2 separate regions of the Mus musculus genome follow, and region 2 is linked to region 1. A link is a contact called in public HiChIP or PLAC-seq data. All regions are on one chromosome and are shown on one strand. The core of a region is the stretch at or near the end of the contact, and the rest is flanking DNA. Distances in the headings are between cores, read along the strand shown. Region 1 overlaps Enah (ENAH actin regulator). Region 2 holds the start of Srp9 (signal recognition particle 9).

Region 1 (6,156 bases), core at 160-2,659:
TATTAATTTTTTTATTTGAACATATTTGTTTCTCTGTTTTTTCTCTCCCTCCTTCGCTCTTGTGTCCTGTAACTCACTGTGTAAACCAGGTTAGCCTCGAACTCACAGAGTTCTGCCTGCTTCTGTCTCCCTAGTGGTAGGAGTAAGGGCACGCACCACTGCACTCAGCAAAACTCAAGACTCTTGCTCTTCTGGATTTATAAGTCTTCTCATGTTGCTCACCTGTCCCCCAATAGGGTTTCTCTGTGTAGTCTTGGCCGTCCTGGATCTTGCTGTATAGACCAGACTGGCCTCGAACTAACAGAGATCCAATTAAAGACAACCTTATGTTGTGATTTATGTACAGGTGATTATGAATGCATGCATTTTGCTTTGATCATTTGGTATGTTTTCCCCTTTTTATGCTTTTAGGAAATTATTAGATGAATGTTTCATTGTAAATTACCTATTTCCTTCTAAGTGGCTATTTACATAGTGTAGAGTGGTTTTGTATAATGAATAATGTTTTCCTGAACCCAAAGGGTTTTTTCCTTAATTGTAGACTATGTCCTTAAGATAGAATTCCAGAAATAGTATTAGATCCCTTAAGAAATAGAAACAGTTTTAAAAGCTCTTGAATCATATTGCCAAAATGCTTTCTAAAAGTGTTGTGCCAGTTTTTATGCCAGCCAGCAAATACACAGAGTGTCCACGGCTTCACAGCCGGCAGCAGCAGGGAATGTTTTGATGTTGACCTTTAAATTGAAGAATAATTAACTCTGGGTTCTGCTGAGCTTTCTTTCCTCCTACATTATACTTAGAGTCTGTTTGGTTGTGGTCAGGTTAGTGAGAAGGAAGACTTAGCTTACTAGTCTCTGCTCTTTAAACTGCTCATGTTCTACTAGGATGCAGTCGTTGCTGTGTGAAGACATCTATTGAAACTCAAGCGTTTTGGTAATGGGTGGTGGCAAACAGATGCGTTGTAGCATCTGAGACTGATTCAGTTGCTCCCTGAAGTATGGATAGATTACCCCCATGAGTGGAAGGAAAGTCATTACAAAGCACACCTACGAAAAGTTGGTCATAACAGTGACCCAGGTTTTCATCAGCTGTTTGACAGCATTCCCCTTCGGCGACTTAAGTGACTTCTGGTTTTAAGTGACTTAAGCTCTTTTGGTTCTCTCCTCTCTCATTAGCTGATGTCTTGGTCTTCCTCCCCAGTACAGCTTTTTTCTTCTCAGTGATACTCAGCTCTGGGTGGGTAGAGCTTGGGTGCTGCTGATTCACAGTTCAGATTTGTTTGGTTCTGTTGGTTGGTTGACACAGGTTCTCACTCCATTGCATATGCTGCCACGAAACTCACAAAGCAGCCTGGTGCTTTCAGTCTTGAAGCAGCCCTCACAGGTATGGTAGGCATGCACCCCCACGAGCAATTAGTCAGAAATGGGATTGCAACATTCCTTTTCTTTAAAAGAAGAAAAGACTGGATGTGTGTATATGTGTGGGTTTGTTTTTGTTTTTTTAGAGGAAAGGATCATGCTATGTATTCTAGGTTGGCCCGAAGCTAAGCATAGACCAGGTTAGCCTCTAAATGCTGATTCTTCTTCCCCACGTATAGGTAAGCATTGCAGTGCCTTCATTTTAAGACATTTAAAAAAAACAAAACAAAACAAAAAACCCAGAACATTTGTAAGAGACTATCTCCTTCTGAGATCTCTGTTCACCTTTTTATTTATTTGTTTGAAATTCTGTATAATGAGTACTGTTTTAGGTGTGTAAAGAAAATTAGAGGCTGAGACAGGAATCGGTTTAAGAAAATTAATTTCCTGCTTTGTATTTGTCATATGTCAATCACGTGATTGTGCCTTGGCTTTTTAAATTTAAACGTTTGTTCCTTAAGACATGAAAATCTATTTTTAAAATCAGCTTCTTGTGGGGCTGGAGAGATGGCTCAGAGGGTAAGAACACTGGTTGATCTTCCAAAGGACCTGGGTTCAATTTAGAGCATCCACACGGCAGCTCACAGCTCATAAGGGTCCAACACACACCTGGTGTGTAGACTCACATGTAGGCAGAACAGCTTTCACATAAAAGGTTAAAAACATTTTTTTTTTTTAAATCAGCTACTTGCTCAGCTCTTAGATGTTTCTCTTTCATGTGCTTTTCAAGAATGGGTTCTGCATAAGGAAGAGAGGAATTTGCAGAGTTCCACATTTACAATACTGAGTATAGTGCTTCACCGGCAACTGTCAAGTGAAGGAAGGGCCCATTAAGTATGCTCGATTAGGTTAGGTAGGCATCTTAGTTTCCCCACTACATAGAGACAATGTCCAGCTGGCCCAGGAAGAATGCACCCAGTGACAGCTACCAAAAGTGTCAAAAATTTGAAGTATTTCTTAGAGACCTTTGTCTTGGCTCTTTGAGGTTCAGTTGTTGAGGAACTTAGCCATTCTTTTCATTGTGTAGGGCAGAGTCATCCAACCTGTCCTAAATTGAGTATATATTTTATTGCAGGTTTTCAAAGATTGGAAAGGGTTATCTCTACTATTAGGGAGCCTGTCATTTGTTTATTTGACACGAACAGACCTCCATAAAACAAGATAAGGCTATTGCTATAAGTAGTGGGGTTTTTTTGTTTTTGTTTTTGTTTTTTTCTGTGAGAAAACCAAGGGGCATGGAAAAGTACCAGGCTTGTGTTAGGAGCCTGGTTTTGGGTGAATTAGTTAAAAAGGAAGAAACCGGTCCCAGTGAGGTTGAAATGTATTCAGAGAGTGGATCATGACAGTGTGGCTTTTTAGGCAGCCTGGCTTTCACAGACAGTTGTTTGGTAGGAGATTAGCACCCAGCTTGCTGTGGAAACTGTTATAATGAAAGTGAAGTTCTTAAGCCAGTACTGGCAGTGCCACTTGAATCATTGTTCCTTTGAAGTATGTGTTACACTGTTAGTTTTAGCTGTGCAAAATTACCAGTTTGGGGAGGTTAAAAGACCAGGTATTGGCAGCTTTAATTTTTAAATGGTTCAACCCAGTATATTTAATTATCTCTGAAGGTTTTTTTCCCCCCTCTTTTTCTTTTAAACTTACACAGTCCTTTTCTTCTTTGTTGTGTGTTTCAATGTTTTACCTGCTTTTATGTCTGTGTGCCACATGGGAGCCTGGTATCTAGAGGCCAGAAGAGGACATTGATTCCCTTGGAACTAGAGGTATACACAGTTGTGTGCTGCAATGTGGGTGCTGGAATTGAATTTAGATCTTCCAGAGAAACAGTGTTCTTAATGACTAAGCCCTCACCAACATCTTCCCCTCTCCCTCCTTTTTGGGACAGGGCCTCATTATGTAGCTGTGGTGGCCTAGAATCACTGTAGATCAGGCTCAGAGATTGGCCTGCCTCTACCCCGGAAGTACTGGGATTAAAGACATATGTGCCCAGCTATGAACATTTTTGATGTTTGTGATTTATTTGACAAAGCACAATGAATACAAAATTGACTTGACAAGTCCTTTTTAACATTTTGTGTGTGTGTGTGTGTGTGTGTGTGTGTGTGTGTGTGTGTGTGTGTGTGTGTACACACCATGGTGTAGATGTGGAGACTCTAGGACAACTTACTGGGTTGGTCCTCTTTGTGAGATTTAGAAATTGAATTCAGTTCATCCAACTTGGCATCAGATTCCCTTTAGTCAATGAACCTTCTATCTGGGACTGTCCGGATTTCAAACAGGAATGCTTGAGATGGAACGTTCTCTTTTCCTTTTATGTTGCACCAGTTTGCTCACTTAGCTGCTTACGGAACAAAGATCCCAGAATCTGGGGATTCTGGTAGGTTCTATCTTTGTCATTCTCCCTTGCACAACCACCACATAAAAACTAATGGGGAAAAAAGTGGAGAAAGGGGTTAAGAGAGGACATTGTTTTCGCACTTGTGTTTCTCTCTCTCTCTCTCTCTCTCTCTCTCTCTCTCTCTCTCCCTCCCTCCCTCCCCCCCCCTCCTCCTCTCACCTTCCCTTCCTTTCCCCTCTCTACCCTTTCTCCACCCCCTCGCCCCATGGCATCTTCTGCACCTCAATCCTGGGGCCAGTGAACTTGCCTAAAAAAAAAAGAGAGGTAGGGTTGGGGAAGGCATTGTTTTAAAAACTGCTCTATCATTAGAAATGCAATAGGAATATCTAGTTGCACACAGTTGTGGCAAATGTTATGAAGGCAGTTTGCCTTTGTGTGCATATTGAATTGGATAGAGTGTCTTTTTTACTACCCCTAACAGTTTGAGATATACTACTGGGAGAGATGACATGATGTGGGTTGGCTCTCTCAGGGTGAGTTTGAGTGTGTAGCATTCTGCTGCTGAGGACCTTCTCTTTGTTCCCGGGATCCCACCAGTCTCTTTTAAAGAGACTAATGCTCTTCCTATACTTGGCAGGTAGTGTAGTTAACAGAATTTAGGAGATTTTATTTTTAAATATATTTATCTAAGAGGAAGATAAGAAAAAATTGAGGGCACAGAAGTAACACCTTTTCATTTCATTCTGTTACACAGTGTTCACCTACAATTTTCACAAGTTGAGTTTTTAGAGAAGCTGGTGAAGGTTCCTTAGTATCTCAGGAAGATGAGAGAATAATTCCTAACATTTATTAGGTACTTATTAAATTATGTGTAGGCTGAATGGGGAGAGAGTCCTACTTGGATGGCCCTTTTTTGGAGAGGAGGGGATAAGTCATTCATACAAAGAGTCGCTGATGAGATGTTATTTGATGAATTTTAGGGGCATGGGTCCGTGGTTCGCTTCTTTTTTTTATCCCCAGTTTTTGGAAGAGTTGATTGCTAGTCAGGCTGATTGCTTGTAGAGAGTTGTCAGTCTCCTCCAGGGGCATATTTGGAGAGAATGGAGACAACTTTGACAAGAGCAACAGCTGTTGAGCAGTCTGTTTGGGGATTAGGTGCAAGTTGGTCTGCAGTTGAAATCTGCCTCCTGGCTGTTGAGTTACGGTTTTTTTTTGCCTCAAGGATGATAAAGGCTTTGTTGCTCACTCTGGTTACATTTACTTAGCTCTGGCTGGTAACGTTTCTCTGTAAGGAAGTTTTCTTTAAAGAGTGGTTGGCAGCTACTGTGAGCAAATTGAAAATGTTACTTGTGCCTTTTTTTTGAGTTTTTCTTGGAATTGAACAGTTACCGGTAACAGAGTGTTTAACTTTAAAATTAACTATAATCTTTTTTGGTAGTGGTAGAGTTACAATCCTTCTCACTGTGCTGGTGAAAGCATTAAATAATACTTAGCCAATCACAATTGTGTATAGGAATGTCCACTCTAGCAACCTTTAGAAGCTTGTAAAGTTTACTTAGCTGGATGGTGTGTAAGCCAGCTGGGATTGCATACATGGACCATACATATGACCAGTTGTGATGGTACTAATTATGTTGAGTTTAGAGCAGGGACTGTAAATTGCAGCTTATTGTCAGCTTAGTGTGGCTAAAAGCCTTTTGGTTGTCTAAGTGAATACTTGTTTGAGTGCTCTTATGTATCTGAACTTACTGTAGATGCTTTTAATGTGTGTGTGTGTGTGTGTGTGTGTGTGTGTGTGTGTGTGTGTATGCGTGCGTACGTGGGTGTGTGCTGAGTTCTGTGTATCCAGATCCGGAACCAGGCTCATAGAATAAGACCAAACCTTTTAGACTTGGCCTTTTGGTCTCCTGGAGTATCTAGATGATACATTGTGAGCCCCAAAGAGTGGCTAATGTGTGAGGAGCTTTGGACTACAGATTAATGTACAAGAATATACAGCAAGAGTGTGCCTATGTTTCTTTAGTTTGTCATTTTTTAGTATAAACTCACTTTGAAAGGTGATGATGCAGCAGTCTGTGAATTGATGTACGTCAGAGTTATAGGGTACCAGATTATAGCTGAGCCTCGGTTGTCTGGCACTATTGGGAATCTTCAAACCTTCATTTGTGGTTTGAAGACCTTAAAAAGTGGGCTCAGTTTTCCAATGACTATACAAATTTACTAACTAAATTTGGATTGCTTATGTTGAAGTTGGGAGCCATCCCCTGCCAAGATATTTATTTAGGCTCACTTTGAAGTTGTGGTTGTTAGTATCAGTTTTGATTTTCAAACATCTAGCTTGACTCTTCAGAAACAAGTATTTTTCTCTTCAATTGTTTTTGGTTTTGTTTTCTTTTTGGT
Region 2 (7,022 bases), core at 4,107-6,606, 130 kb before region 1:
TTCTGGCAGGTGGTTGACAGCATGCCTACTGGCAGGAAGAGCTGAAAAGATCCACTCTGGGAAGGCTAACTCTAACAGCTGCATGAAGAAAAATTACCTGACTTCAGAGTTAGTCAGAGCCTCAGAAGAAAGACGGACCACATACATAAATGCCCAAGCAGACATGCTATAGGAAGCACCAGACTGCAGGAATCAAATGAACTGCTCAGAAGAATAGCCAAGGCCAGAATGCTGGTAAAATGCAGTATTTATGGGGAAACTGTTAGCATTCCTTCTAGGCTCCACCCCACAGTTACATGGCAACCGCTAATATGGCTGGATTACTATAAAAGGGGCCGTTTGCCCCCTCCTCTCTCTTGCTCTCTGCCCCTTCTCTTTCTCTGCCTCTCTTCTCTCTGAACTCTTTCTCCCTCTCTCCCCTTCCCCTCTCCTCCTTCCCCACATGTTCCTGGCCAGCCTCTCCTCTCCTTCCCCCACCCCCTTCTGTCTCTACTCCCTTCCCAACTCCCTTTCCCATGCCCTAAATACACTATTCTACACTATACCTGTCCTATGGCTGGTCTCTCAGGGGGAAGGGAAACTTCAGCATGGGCCCGCCGAGGCACCCCTCCCACCTCACCATACCGCGCCTCTTATCAAACACATCCTTGGCTCTTTTTCCTTTGTTATAAAACACAATAGAAACATCTAATAATTAGCAGAGGGGGAACACAGAAAAGCAAAGGCAACATAAAGTAGAGCTACCAGGGCTAGAAAATCAGAGAATGGTCTTCACACCACAAAAAAGGAACAGGAGGTGATAAGAGCAAAGAGCTAGAGATCACAGCACGGAGGAGCTCACACAAGGAGCAGTACCAGTGGAGGGCTGCACAGGGAGGGGGGGAGGCAGACAGACAGACGGACAGTAACGAGTCCCTGGCTCTGTTTGTCATCATTTACAGAGCAAAGCATGGTAGTATATGTTGATAATAGCACTCTGAGTTCGAGGCCGGCCTGGTCTACTACATACTGAGTTCATGGACAGCCAGGAAAACAGACAGAACCTGTCCCAAAAACAAAGACTCTATATAATCATTTGCTTCTTCCCATGAGAAGGAAACCTACTCAGTTTGTCTTGTTTCTCTGGCCAGGTCTGAAGAAGGTCTACTGAGCCACAGCTGACACACTGTCTTCATGGAGCAAGTTCGTTATTTGTTGAGTCTAAAAGAAGAACTTTAGAACCAAGTTCTTCCATGTGGGACGCATGCACCTAGTAGGTCATCTGCAGACTCTACATGAACAACCTCAAACAAGTAGTCAACTCAAATCCCCCGACCCAACAAGTAAAAGTGTATACTTACAACTAGATCATCCGTTACTTTGATACACAAATTCCCATCAACATGCCTGTATTTGAGAACCACCCGTACCTGCAATAAAAATACTTATTTAAAAGCAGCAACAGACAGAGGGCACTGGTGGCACACACCTTTAATCCCAGCAGAGGCAGGCCTGAGTTTGAGGCCAGCCTGGTCTAGAGTGAATTCCAGGATAGCTACTAGGGCTAGACAGAGAAACCCTGTCTCAGAAAAACAAAAACAAAAACAAAACCAACACCCCCCAACAAAACAAAGCAAAACAAAAACAAACACCAAGAATCACCAGCCTTTCCCTGCTCCCTACACTTCCCAAAGCCCCACAAACTTAAAGTTAGTTCAGTGTGGCAACCTGAAGGATTTTAACTGTTAGATAAAAAATACTGTTACAGTTCAAAATAAGCATCCATTTCAATAGAGTCACAGAGACAAAAAGGTCAAGGTTCCTGTCTAGTTAAGAACTTTTAATTCAACAACCAAAATAATCAATACAAAACAGAGTGAATTAAAATAAAGGTCCTAGAAAGGCAGCCTCTTATTCGGGAAATGGAGATGATCCTGGAACCCCAGGAGGCATGGAGGACCTGGGGCCAGGAGTAAGAGGTGGAGGCAGTGATCTGGCAGCCGTGGGGGCTGTGATCAGACGAGGCCAGGGAGCTCTTGGAGGCAAAGCCAAGACAAGGAGTGGGTCCCCGTCACCAAGGTAAGGACATGAGGACCAAGTCGTGGAGCTCCCAGACTACTCATCTTCCCTGAGCACATCCCTCCCTCAAGGGAGGTTCTAAAACCCTGCTCATACAGAAACAGACGCTTGGCGGCCGGTGGACAGGTTCAAGGCTTTTGACACTACTGGGAACTACAATGGTCATGTTGGTCTTGGTGTTCCATGCTCCAAGGAGGAACCCACAGCCATCTAGGGGCCGCCATCTTGGCCAAGCTCTCCATTGTCCCTATTTGGAGAGGCTACTGGGGAACAAGACTAGCAAGCCCCACAATGTCCCATGCAAGGTGACAGGCCACTGTGGCTCTGTGCTGGTGCATCTTATTTCTGCCCCCAGAAGCACTGGCATTGTCTCTGCTCCTGTGCCCAAAAAACTACTAATGATGGCCAATATTGATAAGTGCCATTAATCAGCCAGGGGCTGCACTGCCACCCTGGATAACACTGCCAAGGCCACCAGTGGTGCAACCTCCAAGACCTACAGCTACCTGACCCCTGACCTCTGGAAAGAAACTTTGTTATTCAAGTCTCTTTATCAGGAATTCACTGGCCACCTTGTGAAAACCCACACTGGAGTATCTGTTCAGAGGACCCAGGTTCCATCTGTGGCTATCATATGAGGGTTTTTATACAAGAAAAATAAAGTGAATTAAGTCTATTTAAAAAAAAAAAGTCCTATAAAGAAAAATACTGGTAAAAGTGCTAAAGGAAAAAGAGGCCAAGAACCACTTTTCTTGGGATGTGGCTTTGAAAATACATGTTTTGTTTTCATATAGAGAAGGCTGAAGAAAGTATAAGCACTCTGAACAAAGAGCTGATGTATCTATGGCTTCACCAAGTCTGAAGCCAGAATGACTGAATCAAGACAGTGCGACTGGGAGTCAGGACTTCATTCAGTAATCAATGAAGAACTGGTTTTAAGCAGAGGACACGGCAGTGTCGGTATTCTCAGACCACGGTAGCAGAAACGTAAGGGAGGGACTAAAAGGAAGACAGAGCAACCACGGGCTCTTTCAGCTCACCAGCAACAGCATTTCAGTTCAAGCCATAAAGGGAAGAGTAAAGGGTGAAAAGGTACATTGGTTCCACACTGAATGTGCTGGGTACAGAAAGCAGAATTCCCGCACACAAATCCTAGAGACCAACAAACTGTCTTCGTTAGCCCTACGAGGACCAGAATGGACTGGAGTTCAGATCCAGGGTTTATACTTAAGTTTGGAGGCCACAAGGATTTTCTCCTGGACAGATCTGGCCAGCTCCTCCTCTGTGTCTCCTTCTCATCACAACTCCCTGACACTTCTACTTTCACTGGCCCCGCAACTACATCTTCAAATAGTCACTCAATGTGTGCTGGTGTATCTACAGTCTCTTTACTAAATGCAGACACTGTATACTGTTGTCAGTATCAGGCCCTTCTGGACAAACCTTATACCACCTTACAGCACACTGCCCAACTGAGGAAATGAACCACATGAAAGTACATACAAGAAGCCACCACTGTCACAAACTACACAATTTCAAAAATACCTAATCTACCTAGCCATTTATTATCACTTTAATAAGATCATTAGTTTTAAATGTTGCCTTAAAAAGGGAGCCTGCAGCCGGGTGTGGTGGCACACGCCTTTAATCCCAGCACTCGGGAGGCAGAGGCAGGCGGATCTCTGAGTTCCTGAGAAATAAAAAGAAGGGCCGGGGGAGCTAACACCCAGAGTTCAAGATCACTCTCATCTCCACAGGACATTAATGAGGCCCATCTAGGACGCATGAGAAGATAGGAGCTTAAAAATACACAAGGATGGTTCCGAATGTTCTACTGTCTACTCTGGTCTTCCTGTGGTTCTAATGCAGGTAGACACAGATTTGGCTCCCAGCACCCACAAGGTGGCTCACACCCATGCCTAACTCCATTTCCCGGGGATTCAATGCCCTCTTCTGACCCCAGCAGGGCAGGCACCCCATGTGCACAAGCAAACACTGACATACGTAAGAATTAATGGACTGACCTTCTTAAAAGATGCTTCCTGTGGGCTTGGAGAGATGGCTTAGCTGCTAAAGGCTATGCTCACAACCAAAAGTAAAAGATGCTCCCTGTAAAATCCTGTAGTAAGTACTGCCACCGCAAGCTGCCAGTACCAATATATTTTTGATTTTTACTTACATGTGTGTGTCTGTGTGTGTACATGTTAGTGTGAGAGATGTGTGGTCAGAGGGCAAATTTAAGGAGTAGATTCCCTCTTTCCATCCTTAAGTGAGTTCTGCATGCTGAGTGTCTCTGCAGTCTCATTATGATACACACACACACACACAGAGTTCGTGTTATGCACTGAGCCCGGGTTCTTGAGATTGTTAGCTGCTCATCGGTTTTTTTGTTTTTGTTTTCTTTTTCCTTAACGTGTATATTCATAAAACATGCGTCTACCATACCTTCAACAATCCTTTAAGGAATGATGAAGCTGACCTTTGTGTCCCCCTCCCGGAACTTGTTCTGAACTGCTGAGATGGGACTGGGTAGTTTGCTTTGGGGAATGAAACCGCTTGCAAACATTTATGTCTAACGTGAGAGTGCAAACAGTCTCCATGTTTCAACTGGTCCAGGAAAAGACTAAAAATCCCCACTATCCAAAAAAAAAAAAAAAAAAGTAGAGCAGGTGCTTCCTAACTGGGACGTACAGTAGCACCATTTTATAAGCTGGTACTCTCGGGTCTGGGTAGGAAAGGAAAGGGGCACTAAACTAAGCGACGGACAGGAAAGCGACGGTGCAGGGGGAGGAGCCCACTCAGCGACACGTAAACCAACCAGATCCCGAGCGGAAGTTAGGAGCTCCCCCGGGTGCAGGCCGCTGTGGGGTCCGGCGCTGCGGAAACCGCCCTGCCTGTAGCTGCTGGGGTCGCCTCGCTGGGTCACTGGGTCTCCGGGTCAGTCGGAAGCAGACGAAGGGACAGTGGCACCGGGTGGGCCGACTGTTTCCTGGGCGTGCTCAGGCCGCGCCAAGGGTAGAGAAGCCCCGGGCCCCAGGGCGGTCCCTGCAGCGACTCACCTTCATGGGGTCCGCCAGGTAGAGCTTCTCGGCCGCCCGGCTGAACTCCTCCCAGGTCTGGAACTGAGGCATCGTGGCTTCAGGCAGCGAGGAACAAGGCCGCGAAGCGAGTCACGGCGCTGTCGCCCCGGCGGCCCGCCGCTCTCCCGCAACCGCCCACAGCGCTGCACTCCGGCGGCGCAAAGACGGAGGCTCACGAGCGCTCACGCCATTGGCCAGCCTCGGCCGCGCGCCTGTCCAATGGGCAGGAGGCGTGATGTCGGGGGGCGGGGCCTCCGCTCTGAGAGGTCGGGAGAGGAGAGGGCGGCTGCCACAGCGCCGCCTGCAGGGCTGGAGGGGATAGTGCCTGTGCTGCCTTTCCAAAGACTAAGGAGCTCTGTGACCTGGTACCCAAGTCACAGTCGTGGTGATGACAAGGCGCAGCTGTCACACTCAAAGCCTAATCAAGGAGTTGGGGAGACATAACGGACGCGCAACCAAAAACTTTCTGTGGTAGACTTTTGTATCGGGTCAGTGGAACAAAAAGGAGCAAGGCTCCCAGAGGTGAGACAAACTGAATAGGGAGTAGAGAAGGGCGAGACCTCTAGGCACATTTAAGATCTGCAGTGTACGTGTACTTAAGAGGAACAGTAGTGTTCAAGGGAATGGAGGAAGAGAAGAAGCACAGAGAGAAGGAAGCTACACTGTGGCATCTGCTAGGATACGAAATTTGAGTCTTTCCCTCAGGCAGAGTGTGACACAGGACAGCTTTTAAAAGAAATTTTATTGGGGTATATAGTTTATGTGTGCAGTAAACATCGGCTTTGAGAATATACGATCATGGATTCTGAAAAAAATACATATACACACACGTCACACAGCCACAGAGCATATACCTACTTGCCTAATGTCATAATCAATATATGGGGGTATTTTTCACCTCTAGAAATTTCTTCATGCCTCCTTGTAATTCATTTCCTCTGTCTTCACTCCTGGCCCCACGAATGTTTACTCTTACTAAAAATTACATCCCCCTGTCCATTGAGCTGCTTTTTCCCCCTTCCCTTCTCCATCTTGCTCTGCCCCTCCTCAATCCGGGCCCAAAGGTTTGTTGTTGTTGTTGCTGTTGTTGTTTTTATTTTTTGTTTCTCATTACAGATGGTTGTGAGCCACCATGTGGTTGCTGGGATTTGAACTCATTCATGACCTCTGGAAGAGCAGTCAGTGCTCTTAACCCTGAGCCCTCTCACCAGCCCCCATTGATCAGCTTTAAACAGTTTTGTTGGGTTTTTTGTTTTGTTTTGTCTTGTATTGTTTTGGGTTTTCAGTGCTAAGGATTGTGCATTCTAGACAAGGTCTCTGCCACTGAACTTAGCCACATTCTCCTCCCCATCTTGCCTTCCTCTTCCCTATCTTTTTCTTTTCTTTTTCTTTCTTTCTTCTTTGTTTGTTTGTTTGTTTGTTTGTTTTTCAAGACAGGGTTTTTCTGTGTATCCCTGGCTGTCCTGGAACTCTCTCTGTAGACCAGGCTGGCCTTGAACTCAGAAATCCGCCTGCCTCTGCCTCCCAAGTGCTGGGATTAAAGGCGTGCGCCACCCCTGCCCGACTTCTTTTCTTTTTCCTTCTTTCTCTTTCTTTTTCTTTCTTTCATTTTTTCTCTTTTCTTTCCTTTCATTCATTTTCTTTCTCTTTTCTTCCTTCTTTCCTTCCTTCCTTTTTTTCTTTTGCTCTTTCTTTTTCTTTTTTTATGTCATGAGTTTGCGGAAAGTCCCAGCTATTTAGTCCAAGGCCAAACTGGGCTACTTAGAAATAAACAAGCAGGGCTGGAGAGATGCCTCAGCAGTTAAGAGCACCGACTACTCTTCCAAAGGTCCTGAGTTCAAATCCCAGCAACCACATGGTGCCTTACAACCACCTGTAATTAGA

The links. HiChIP or PLAC-seq counts read pairs in DNA pulled down with a chosen protein or histone mark.
Region 2: a contact with region 1 is called in an H3K27ac HiChIP or PLAC-seq map of stem cell-derived neural progenitor cells. The contact joins the promoter of Srp9 here to the enhancer-like site in region 1. A contact is called at or near these places in 1 of 39 promoter capture datasets (embryonic stem cells), 4 of 15 datasets of contacts at CTCF or cohesin (embryonic stem cells and large pre-B cells), 41 of 484 Hi-C or Micro-C datasets (CD8 T cells, ECoMG myeloid progenitors, the G1E-ER4 cell line and 12 more), 9 of 115 datasets of contacts at active chromatin or transcription factors (embryonic limb bud, embryonic stem cells, neural progenitor cells and 2 more) and 3 of 9 other capture datasets (adipose tissue, embryonic stem cells and pancreatic islet).

Annotation. Positions count from the first base shown.
Region 1 is chr1:181,992,539-181,998,694 of GRCm38.p6, reverse strand. All of the region lies in intron 1 of Enah (ENAH actin regulator), which reads left to right. Among named protein-coding and RNA genes, the nearest start is that of Enah, 24 kb to the left of the region's middle. Within about 2 kb of position 1,409, at least 28 of the 459 cell types and tissues checked have an H3K27ac peak or open chromatin away from gene starts, as enhancers often do. A contact at or near this core is called in neural progenitor cells, stem cell-derived neural progenitor cells and trophoblast stem cells, where this site is marked.
Region 2 is chr1:182,123,071-182,130,092 of GRCm38.p6, reverse strand. Srp9 (signal recognition particle 9) reads right to left here and starts at 5,356. Exons shown (of 3, transcript NM_012058.3): 1 at 5,118-5,356; 2 at 1,341-1,409. The coding sequence starts at 5,189. Gm33725 (a long non-coding RNA gene) reads left to right here and starts at 5,327. Exons shown (of 3, transcript XR_373761.4): 1 at 5,327-5,660. It also overlaps the pseudogene Gm17968.